Regions from separate parts of the Mus musculus genome. Here region 2 is linked to region 1. A link is a contact called in public HiChIP or PLAC-seq data. All regions are on one chromosome and are shown on one strand. The core of a region is the stretch at or near the end of the contact, and the rest is flanking DNA. Distances in the headings are between cores, read along the strand shown. Region 1 has its middle 13 kb from the start of Gm34286. Region 2 overlaps Agfg1 (ArfGAP with FG repeats 1).

Region 1 (5,058 bases), core at 681-3,180:
CTCCTGGGGAAGGGCAGGGTACAGGATGCTCTGGTGTCCTTGGAGTTCAAACCCTGACTTTGGAGTATACCAGCTGTATGACCTGAGATAGTCATTTTACCCAGAAGTCAGCCCATGATGTGAAGGGCCATCTGGGGAACACTTATAGCTTTGCTCACCATATAGCCTATCACCACTCTTCAGTCACAAAAATGCCACTAGCCTTCATGAGCATCCCCTTCCCCTTACACTGCTTATTCTGTGGTCCAGGTCCCCCTGCCTACCAAACAAGTACTCCAACACTAAGCTACACCCCCAGCCCACTAATCTCTTTTTATAAAGTGCAAAGTCTATGGGATCCGATCTCACCAGATGACTTTAATTACTTACTTGTCTAAACAACAACAACAAAACCCTACCATGGGGTAATGGTGGTCTATGCCTTTAATTCCAGCTCTCAGGAGGCAGAGGCAGGTGTATCTCTGAGTTCGAGACCGGCCTCATCTTCAGAGGAGTTTCAGGACAGCCAGGACTACACAGAGAAACTCGTTTTGAAAACAAAAGCAAAAGAAACAACAACAACAACAAAACTGTACCAAAGCTAGACATTGGGGACACATGCCTGTAATCCCAGCACTTTGGAGATAGAGGCAGGAATATCAGGAGTTCAAGGCCATCCTAAGCTATGCAATGTATTTATGGCTATATGAAACCCGGTCTCAATCGCCTGCCCCATCTCCTCAGAGTTCCTGAAGTAAGGATTTCAACTTATTAACTAGTAAATAACTAGAGTTAGTGATATATATTACGATTTGACTATTTTTATATAGACATTTTTATATATGCATATGTGTGTATACACATAATACACACATGCTTTACACATAAACTTGTTCTGCGGTGATTCAAGCTCAGAGCACGTTAGGGAAGGACTCTAGCACTGACATTATCACCTCAACTCACCTTTATGTTTCATGTGTGAGAAACCTCACCACCCAAATTCATGTTAGTTCTTTCTGGAGATGGGGGGCATTTGCTCAGATTGATCAGGTCTGCCCTCCTAAATGGATTAGCATGTTTGTGGGTCAATGGATCATTGGAGGAGTGACTTGTGTAACACTACCCAATATGTTTGCTGTGTCACCCTTGTGCAAAGCTTTCTGCTGTGTCATACTGCTGACATAAGAGGAAGGCCCTTCTTACCGGAAGCCCCGTGGATGCCGAGCCTCTGACATCGAACTTCCCAGCCTCCACCACCACAAAGTGATCTGAACCTCTTTTCTTAGTAAATTCCCAAGCTTTAAACATTTTGTTACAGTGTCAGAAAGCAGACCAAGACAACACAGAACATTTGCTAAGGGGACAGACAATAGGTCCTTCTACCATGCTCTAGCCTCTGTGAGATAATGGATGTGCTAGCTCAACTGACTCTGAAAACCATTTCGCCTGGGTAGATGTGAGAGGGAGCAAAGACATAACTCAGCTTCTTGCATAGCATGTACTCGCGAGTGCGTAAAACTTGCTCCTGTGAAGCTTGACAAAGGCAGACCCCCCATGGGAGCCGGGGCAACAAACCTGGATGCTTCCGCCATGCAGGCCCTGGGGTATGGACTGCAGGCCAACAACCTCCCTTCCCCTCCTTCCCACCCCCGTTTACCTTGCTCACACCTGATTTTTTTTTCAGATTTATTTTAATGTATTTGTATATACATATGGCGGGAGTGGTGGATGCGTACATGGGAGAGAGCACTTTGTGGAGACCAGAAGAAGGTAATACCCTTAAGGCTGGAGTTACAGGCAGTTTGTGCATCTGAGTTACAAGCATTGGGTGCATCTGTTGCGGATGCTCAGAGTTGAAGCCGAGACCTTTGAAGACCAGTACACACTCTTCACCACTGAGCCGTATCTTTGGAGCCTGACTGTTGGCTTTGGTTTCCTATACAGATGGAGTTTCACTATGCTGTAGGCTGGTCTCAAACTTCTGAGCTTAAACATTCCTCTCACCTCTGCACCCTCCCATCGGTCTTCCCAAGCCATACGCTGGGATTCCAGCTGTAGGCCACCACATCTCGAGTTTGCACAGGAGACTTCCTCCTGCACGAGCATTTCCTCCCTGGGCTGCGTCGTGGCCATGTGGCAACGTTTCTTCCTTTGCTTCGCCTGTCTCTGCTTGCTCCTTCCCTCTCCTTGTTGCTGGCACCGGCTCTTCTGAGTCAGACAGTGCTGGGCTTCTTCAGGCTTGGCAGATAATTCTTCCTAACGCTATCTCACCTCTGGCTCGGGTCTTGACACTCATGCCTGCTGAACACACGGTTCCTCCCATGAGCTCCTGGTTGAGACATCTTCCTGGACTGAGTACTTTCTGAAATTCCTATTTCGAGTCCTGGCGGTTTACTGTTTCCTTGGCTACTAAAATCTCCTAAGGTAAACTGCTCTTTCCTGTTTCTGCCCACAGACTAGGGGATTCTCTTATAAAGGACTCTCTAAACATACCATGTTCTCATTGTTTTGAATTAAAACAAAACAAAAACCTAAAATAGCACCTTAAGGAAGGAAGGGTTTATTCTGGCTCGAGGTTTGAGGGCCCGTCTATCCCAGCAGGGAAGTCACAGCTGCGGAATGCGAGGCAGGTCACACCTCATCTACAGTCAGGAAGTAGAGAGATGGTCCCTGACTCTCAGATTGCTTTCTGTTTCAGCATCTGGTCTAGGGTCTCAGTCTATAAGACAGTGCTTCCCACATCTGGGGTGAGTGTCTCCTGTACATTTTTTTTTTCACCTGAGCACACCATGGATTCTGCTACGCAGGAGGATTCCAACAAATGTGTACTAAATGGAAGACCCTTGGTTAATTGGACCCTCCAGGAGACTATGCATTGCTTCAGTTCAGTTCTGAGCACTTTGAACTGGGCTCTGGTTACTTACAAATGTCAAGGCGGCCTCCTCTCAAAGTTCAGCTGCTTCTCAAGTTTCCATTTCCCCATAACTGTCATCAGTTGACAAAACTGTAAGTCTAAAGCATAGTTATTTGATGAGTCATGAACCCCACCTAGAGTGTTGTTGTGGACACTGGGCCTCACATAGGTAGAGGTTTCCTAAGCTTTTAATAAATATTTTTAATACCTGCAAGTGAGGTCATGTTTTAGTAATCGGATATCTCTATGCTCAGGGAGCTCAGACCATTCATAGTCTGGGTTGGGTAGTTAGTGACACATATAAAAGATGGTAAAGATAAATTAATCCAGGAGCTGGCAAGGTGGCTCAGTGGTTAAGAGCACTGACTGCTCTTCCTGAGGTCCTGAGTTCAAATCCCAGCAACCACATGGTGGCTCACAACCATCAGTAATGAGATCTGACGCCCTCTTCTGGTGCATCTGAAGACAGCTACAGTGTACTTAGATATAATAATAAATAAATCTTCTGACCAGGGTGAGTGGGACAGACCGGAGCGAGCAACCTTCATTCCTAGCAATCACATGATGGCTCACAACCATCGGTACAGCTACAGTGTACCCATATACATTAAATAAACAAACAAATAAATAAATAAACAAATAGATCTTTTAAAAAAAGATAAACTAATCCAGGTGAGAGCATTGAGAGAAAGGGCAGGTCACATGACTGTTGAGCTATGGGGGTGAGGGAAGCTTCTATAGAAGACAACAGGAAGTAGGACCTGCAGTGTCTGGGAAGCAATAGGAAAAAAATGAAACTCTAGGAAATCCCCATTCTCTCCGATGGGCTTGAGAGAGGAGTCATTGAATTGGTTTTTACTTGGCCTGCCTATAGGGGTGGGAGAACTGATCAAAAGACAACCAACTTGGAATAACCAGAAGCAAACGAGCATATGTGGAAACTTCAAGGATCACACAGACACTGCATGGCAGACCTGTGCCCACAGGCCAAGGAACTACGCAGATAGGGTAACGGACCGATCTGTGTCCCAGCGACAGCTCCTTCCTTTCTGTACTGTGTCTTCTCTGTAAATATCAGGAGTGGTTGCTTGGAGTTCTTGCCCTCATAGGCTGGACTTCAGGAAAACTCTAAAGGCAGTATCTTCAGACTCAATAATACCTGCCCAGCAAAATTCTAAACACGATACCTTGGGCTCAATAGTATCTGCCTAGCAAGCTCATGTACCCCCTCATGGGAAGGAAGGAGCAGGCAAGAGGCACCGGTCTCCCACAGAGAATCCAGACAGCCTGCAGAGTCCATAAGCCCAAACACACGGGCTCCCCATCCCTTCCCACAAGCCCTCCAAGTAGAACAGCTTGCTGAAGGAGGAGGTGGGTCCCTGCTGTTACAAAAGACACTCTAAGCTGCCTGAGGCTACCAAGAATTGTCAACCTATAAATAAAGTGTTCAGACAAATGGCTCAACTGTGAAACGCAGTTGAAAAATTAGTGAGGGTGTCATACTAAGATTTAGGAAGCTGAGTTGGTTTTGTTGTTGTTAGTTGTTTTTTTTTTTTTTCAAAGCTTTTAATTGTTCATTAGACCCCAAGTTAACAGTTAGCTGCTGCCAGCACAGCAGGGGACATGCACACAAGAGTGGATCCCATTCTGTAAGCCAAGATGAGAAATTACACACTGTTATTCATGAACCAAGGCAGGTCCCTTACCAAAGGAATGAGACTCTTCTCTCAGACACCCAAGGGTGTCAGATTTGCACAGTCTAGTTTCCACTAAGCTAGTAAAACTAATCAAAGCAATTTTTCAATGCAGAAACTTTGCATTGTTTGGTGAACTTTTATTTACTTACTCATTTATTTGATATGTTCATTATGTAGTATAGACTAGCCTTAAACTCTAGCGCCTCCTGCCTCAGCTTTACACCATACCTTTCTTTGTAAAAACATCTAGGAAATCTCACAAGCTGTTGTGGGTCCAGTCAGCTCCTAGCTGCAGGAACAGAACACATGTGTTGTCTTCCTAGATCCAGCCAATGTCTTGATTGCCCAATGTGTCCTTGACTGTATTGTGCTATATGTCCAGTTGCATCTTCAACTTTTTTTTTTTTTTGAGTCTTCATAAGCAAAAATCTTGCATACAAAGGTCTCTGTCCTCTCATTTTCAGGACT
Region 2 (5,058 bases), core at 1,310-3,809, 73 kb before region 1:
TCATCTCCAAACTTTGTCTCTGTAACTCCTTCCATGGGTATTTTGTTCCCCATTCTAAGAAGGAACGAAGTATCCACACTTTGGTATCCCTTCTTCTTGAGTTTCATGTGTTTTGCAAATTGTATCTTGGGTATTCTAAGTTTCTGGACTAATATCCACTTATCAGTGGCAAAATCACTTTCTGAATTGTTAAAAATTAGCCCTACCGCATAAGCAAACAGCTATGCTGGGGTCACTTAAGGAGAATAGTTTTATTTTCTCTATAGGCTGGGAAATTTAGAAAATTAAGAACAAAAAAACGATAAAAGGAGGATGGCTTTTGTTATAAAAAAAATCATTTGTGTATATTTACACACCAGGACCTTCAAATATTTTCTTTCTTCTTGAACTAAAATTTCACTGGTACATTTTCACCTACATGCATACCTAATGTATCTAGTGCATATGAAGAGAATCCTAGATAAATTAATCTTCTTAGAAGTAGTGGAGCACAGACTACCCAGAATCTGTGACTCAGAGCAAATGTGCTCACTCACTCTTCAAGGGGATCTTCCCCAGAACCCGCAGTAACCCCCTCCAACCAATACCACCTTTGACGACATTGCTCCCTGGGTCAAACTACTGTTTCCTCAGGGAAACAAGAGGCCATCCATTGTCCAGTTATCCACTCCCTCTATCCTCAACTCTCTCACCATCTTAATCCCCCAAGAAGGAATACAGACTGTTCAGTACTGACCACTATAAAAAAAACCCTAGACCATAGTTAGTTCATCAGTACATAGTTAGCTCTCTCATAAAGCTAAAGCTCAGCGTGTGACTGACTGACTGAACACTAGCTCTAGCATTACAACCCCCACACTCTGCTCAAGGGACAGCCTGGCTTTAGCATAGCGTATAGGGAATAAAAATGTTCCCTTCTTGCCCAACCAGCAAGTTAATTTCTTGGGTGAGAAATAAGGGATATTTGGAGCACAGCTCTCCAGCAGGACACAATCATGTATAGACAGACTTACTACACAAGAGCTTTAGCAATGTCTAAAATACTACATAATAAATACCTAAAAAATAAGGAGTGTACGGAAAGAAGATGTTTTATAGACTAAAAACATCTAAGGAAACCAACAGGAAGGATTAGGAGAGACACTAACTTTCCTTGTGTAATACAGGGCTGCTTGTTGCTAAGCATAGGTGTGCGAAGATAAAGCACTGGAAACCAAATCCAATGAAAAGTCAAAGGGTGGCGTGGCTGCACCCACCAACCATCCAGTTAAGTCAAAGGGTGGCGTGGCTGCACCCACCAACCATCCAGTTAAGTCAAGTCAAAGGGTGGCGTGGCTGCACCCACCAACCATCCAGTTAAGTCAAGTCAAAGGGTGGCGTGGCTGCACCCACCAACCATCCAGTTAAGTCAAGTCAAAGGGTGGCGTGGCTGCACCCACCAACCATCCAATTAAGTCAAAGGGTGGCGTGGCTGCACCCACCAACCATCCAGTTAAGTCAAAGGGTGGCGTGGCTGCACCCACCAACCATCCAGTTAAGTCAAAGGGTGGCGTGGCTGCACCCACCAACCATCCAGTTAAGTCAAAGGGTGGCGTGGCTGCACCCACCAACCATCCAGTTAACCCTCAGCTCTGCCGGCCTGCCTGAATCTGTCAATCAAGTCTTACCACACTAAATACCAATTATTCACTCACCATCTTTTCTTTTCATATTTCTCTTGTAGAAACTCTTTCACTTTTTGTGGATCCCTGAAGTCTGGAATTGCTGAAGATCTGTCATCAAATAATCCTAGCCATATCTGTTTGCAGACCTTTGAAAAGAATTGAGAAAAAGGGTTAAAAAAAAAAAAAATCAATGTCTTAATTTAATGAAATTTCAAGAGAAAATTCTGTCTCTTTGAGAAAGTCACTTACAAAACTGCTTGCAATGAGGATATTCACTGCAATCATAAACTCAGGAATTGAACGTACTGGCATATGAGCAAGACAGTGAAATCTTAGCAACAAGCTCATAGAGAAATCTACAAGGAAACAAGTGGTGAGACTTGGGAGCACTTGGCTCTTTTGATCTCAGCATGATCATGAGCTGTCAATCATCAGGTCAAAGGAGTCAAATAACCTGTGGGGAAATCCTTCCTTTACTGATAAAACAGAAACTGGGCTTAGAGCAATGTAGGGGCCCTTTAGCAAGCCAAAATCAGCCAAAACGGACACAAAAATAACAGAATTGTGAACAATCTGTTAATAAAGTATCATAACACAAATACTAGCCTTATGAGTGTCTGCGACATTTAACTCTTTTAAAGAATTAAGAGAAATGAAATTCAAACAAGAATCAAAAAGGCACTACAAAGGAGAAAAATACTTTTAAAAAGACAAGAACCAGTAATAAAATGTTTAAGAATTTGAAAATCTAGAGTACGTAAGAAACAAGAATAAACTGGGAGGTAGGGTATATAAACAGTCACTTCAACAAAGATGTATATACTGCAAGTTAACACCATATGCCACTGAAACCTGATAGCAGTAACACAGGATACAGACCCATGAAAGTAAGAGTGATTTACTGACCAGATCTTTTGGTGCTCAGTATGGAGCAACTGAAACTCCAGAATGTAAATGGTACAACACCTATAGAAAACAGTTGGGAGGTTTCTTAAACACTCAATACACCTACTCCATGACCAGGTCACTCTGGAGCTATCTGCCCAGAAAGTATGAAAGCATGTGTCTTCACAAAGGACTGTACACAGCTGATCACAGTAGCTTTACTGGTAAGCCCAATGGAAAGAATGCAACCACCTGTATGTAAGAGGTGATGAACCAACAAATTATAGCACAGACCGACTAAGAAAAAAAGACTAGGCAGTAGGTAAAAGGTGCAATGTGGTCATACTGAAACTTTGTGGTAATCTCAATGAAAATGACACATAGGTTCATAGGGAAAAGCATTATTGGAGATGTGGCATCATTGGAGATGTAATCTTGTTGTGCTGTGAAGTTCCAAAAGCTCAAGCCAGGCCTAGTGTCTCATTCCCACCCTGCTGCTTGCCAATCCAGATGTAGAACTTTTAGCTCCTTCTCCATCACCATGTCTGCATGCATGCCACCATGCTTCCTACCATGACTATAACAGACCAAACCTCTGAAACTGTACACCAGCCCCAATTAAACAGTTTGCTTTATAAGAGGTGCCATGCTTATGCTGTCTCTTCACAGCAATAGAAACTCTAAGACAAAACTTGTAGACAATTATGCTGAGAAAAATGAAACCAAGCATAAAATAGGCAACACAATCCACAGATAAAAATGCCTGTGGACAACTTAAGTTCAATCCCTGGCACCCACAGTGGAAGAAGAGAAGATGCCCAAAAGTCGCCCTCTGACCTGCAGGTGTATACCATGGGGAGGCTGTGCATGTACACATACAAATATTAATTTTATAAAGAGACCCCCCATTCCTTGTACTATTGACAACTGATATGACACACCTCTATGTAATACCCTTTCTATCAAACAAACAAGTGTCTCTTAAATCTAGTCAGTAAACTTGTCACTAAGCAAGACTCCTATCAAAGTCTGAACTTTCCCAACATATCCCCCATTCCGAAAGAAAGAAAGAGAGAGAGAGAGAGAGAGAGAGAGAGAGAGAGAAGGAAGGAAGGAAGGAAGGAAGGAAGGAAGGAAGGAAGGAAGGAAGGAAGGAAGGAAAGAAGGAAGGAAGGAAAGCCTCTTTGCCTCCTGGATATCAACGCATCTGGTCTCTGAAGAGTTGAGTTTTCTTCCCACTATCATATTAAAACTACCATCTATATATATGCCTTTGCTAATAGCAGTCTGTTTTCCATCTGCTATGTTTTAATAAAATGTAATTGGGGGGGAGAATCCTTTAAGTTAGGGAATGAAGAGAAAAAGTCAACTAAAATTGCAGGTAGTTGATGTCTCACAAGTACAATAGAACAAAAGGTGGGGGTGAGGGTTATAATAAGAGACCATGAACTCCAAGCTAGGCAAGAAGAAAGAGAAAGAAAAGGCAACTTAGCAGAGTGAAGGTCCTGGTAGTTGGCTAGTGTCTAAGCTTCACAGTGAAAGAGCTGTGAATAAAGGATCAGTGCGGGGATCATGCCACAAAATACTTAAGCTGTAAACCCAATAGGTGATAGAGTGATTGACAATGTAACTGGGATGAAAGACCACTGGAAGACAAGGGGTGGGGGATCCAAGGGCTATGTGAATGATCCTTGTGAACACTGGCAGGAGTTTAGCAACAGCAGGAAAAGTGTAAGGAGCTAAAATCTAAAATGAACAAATACTGTGTGACAAGAAGACACAGGAAGTAATAGCATCTATTAACATGGGAACCTGGGGGGTGTGGGCTAAAAACAGTAGTGAGGAATAATAATGACCCCTGGAAGCCATCCTTTCTTAGGAGTCAACACGTAATGGGATTCGTTTAGATGGTCTCTCTGGGGAAATCATCCTAATTATAGCACAATGTGCTTGTGGTGCGTGAGAGCATGAACTAGCTCGGCCAACTCTATAGGATATGTCTTATCTTCTTATGTAAAATGCAAAGTAGGAACTTACTTGATAGGGATATTCGGCAGGTTCAATGAGTTAACATACTTGATACTGAGGGACAGACTATATTACTGTAATAGTGAACTAATAAATAAGGCATTGATATATTGGTAATGTTTTGTGCTGATTTATTTTGAGAAATCTTTAGTGGTGAGTGATTACACAACTCTGGCTGAGGAGGGAAAGTCTTATCAGGAATGCAGGAAACTAGCTCCACCTTTAACCCTGCTGCAGACAGAATCAAAGTGGTCTTGAAAAATCACCCACAAAGTGCTTTATACTTCTACAGAAAAAGATTACAAACTGCCATATTAGATTCACTAAGTATGTGCCTTGTGCAATACTTCTAAACCCTTATGATGATTTTAAGTTGAGCCATCAATGTTCAATGAACAAAATGACTCAAAACCCATCTTAGAAAAGAATTAAAAATAAAATTAAAGGACAAATGAACCAACACTAGCCAACGAATAATTCA

Evidence for each region. HiChIP or PLAC-seq counts read pairs in DNA pulled down with a chosen protein or histone mark.
Region 2: a contact with region 1 is called in a BATF HiChIP or PLAC-seq map of CD8 T cells, with 7 read pairs. The contact joins two enhancer-like sites. A contact is called at or near these places in 2 of 15 datasets of contacts at CTCF or cohesin (CD8 T cells and embryonic stem cells), 21 of 484 Hi-C or Micro-C datasets (the AML12 cell line, B cells, CD8 T cells and 9 more) and 4 of 115 datasets of contacts at active chromatin or transcription factors (CD8 T cells and embryonic stem cells).

Annotation. Positions count from the first base shown.
Region 1 is chr1:82,793,368-82,798,425 of GRCm38.p6, reverse strand. No RefSeq gene overlaps it. Among named protein-coding and RNA genes, the nearest start is that of Gm34286, 13 kb to the left of the region's middle. Within about 2 kb of position 1,930, at least 112 of the 459 cell types and tissues checked have an H3K27ac peak or open chromatin away from gene starts, as enhancers often do. A contact at or near this core is called in CD8 T cells and regulatory T cells, where this site is marked.
Region 2 is chr1:82,867,437-82,872,494 of GRCm38.p6, reverse strand. Agfg1 (ArfGAP with FG repeats 1) reads right to left here. Exons shown (of 13, transcript NM_001368850.1): 3 at 1,695-1,810. Among named protein-coding and RNA genes, the nearest start is that of Agfg1, 31 kb to the right of the region's middle. Within about 2 kb of position 2,559, at least 12 of the 459 cell types and tissues checked have an H3K27ac peak or open chromatin away from gene starts, as enhancers often do. A contact at or near this core is called in CD8 T cells and regulatory T cells, where this site is marked.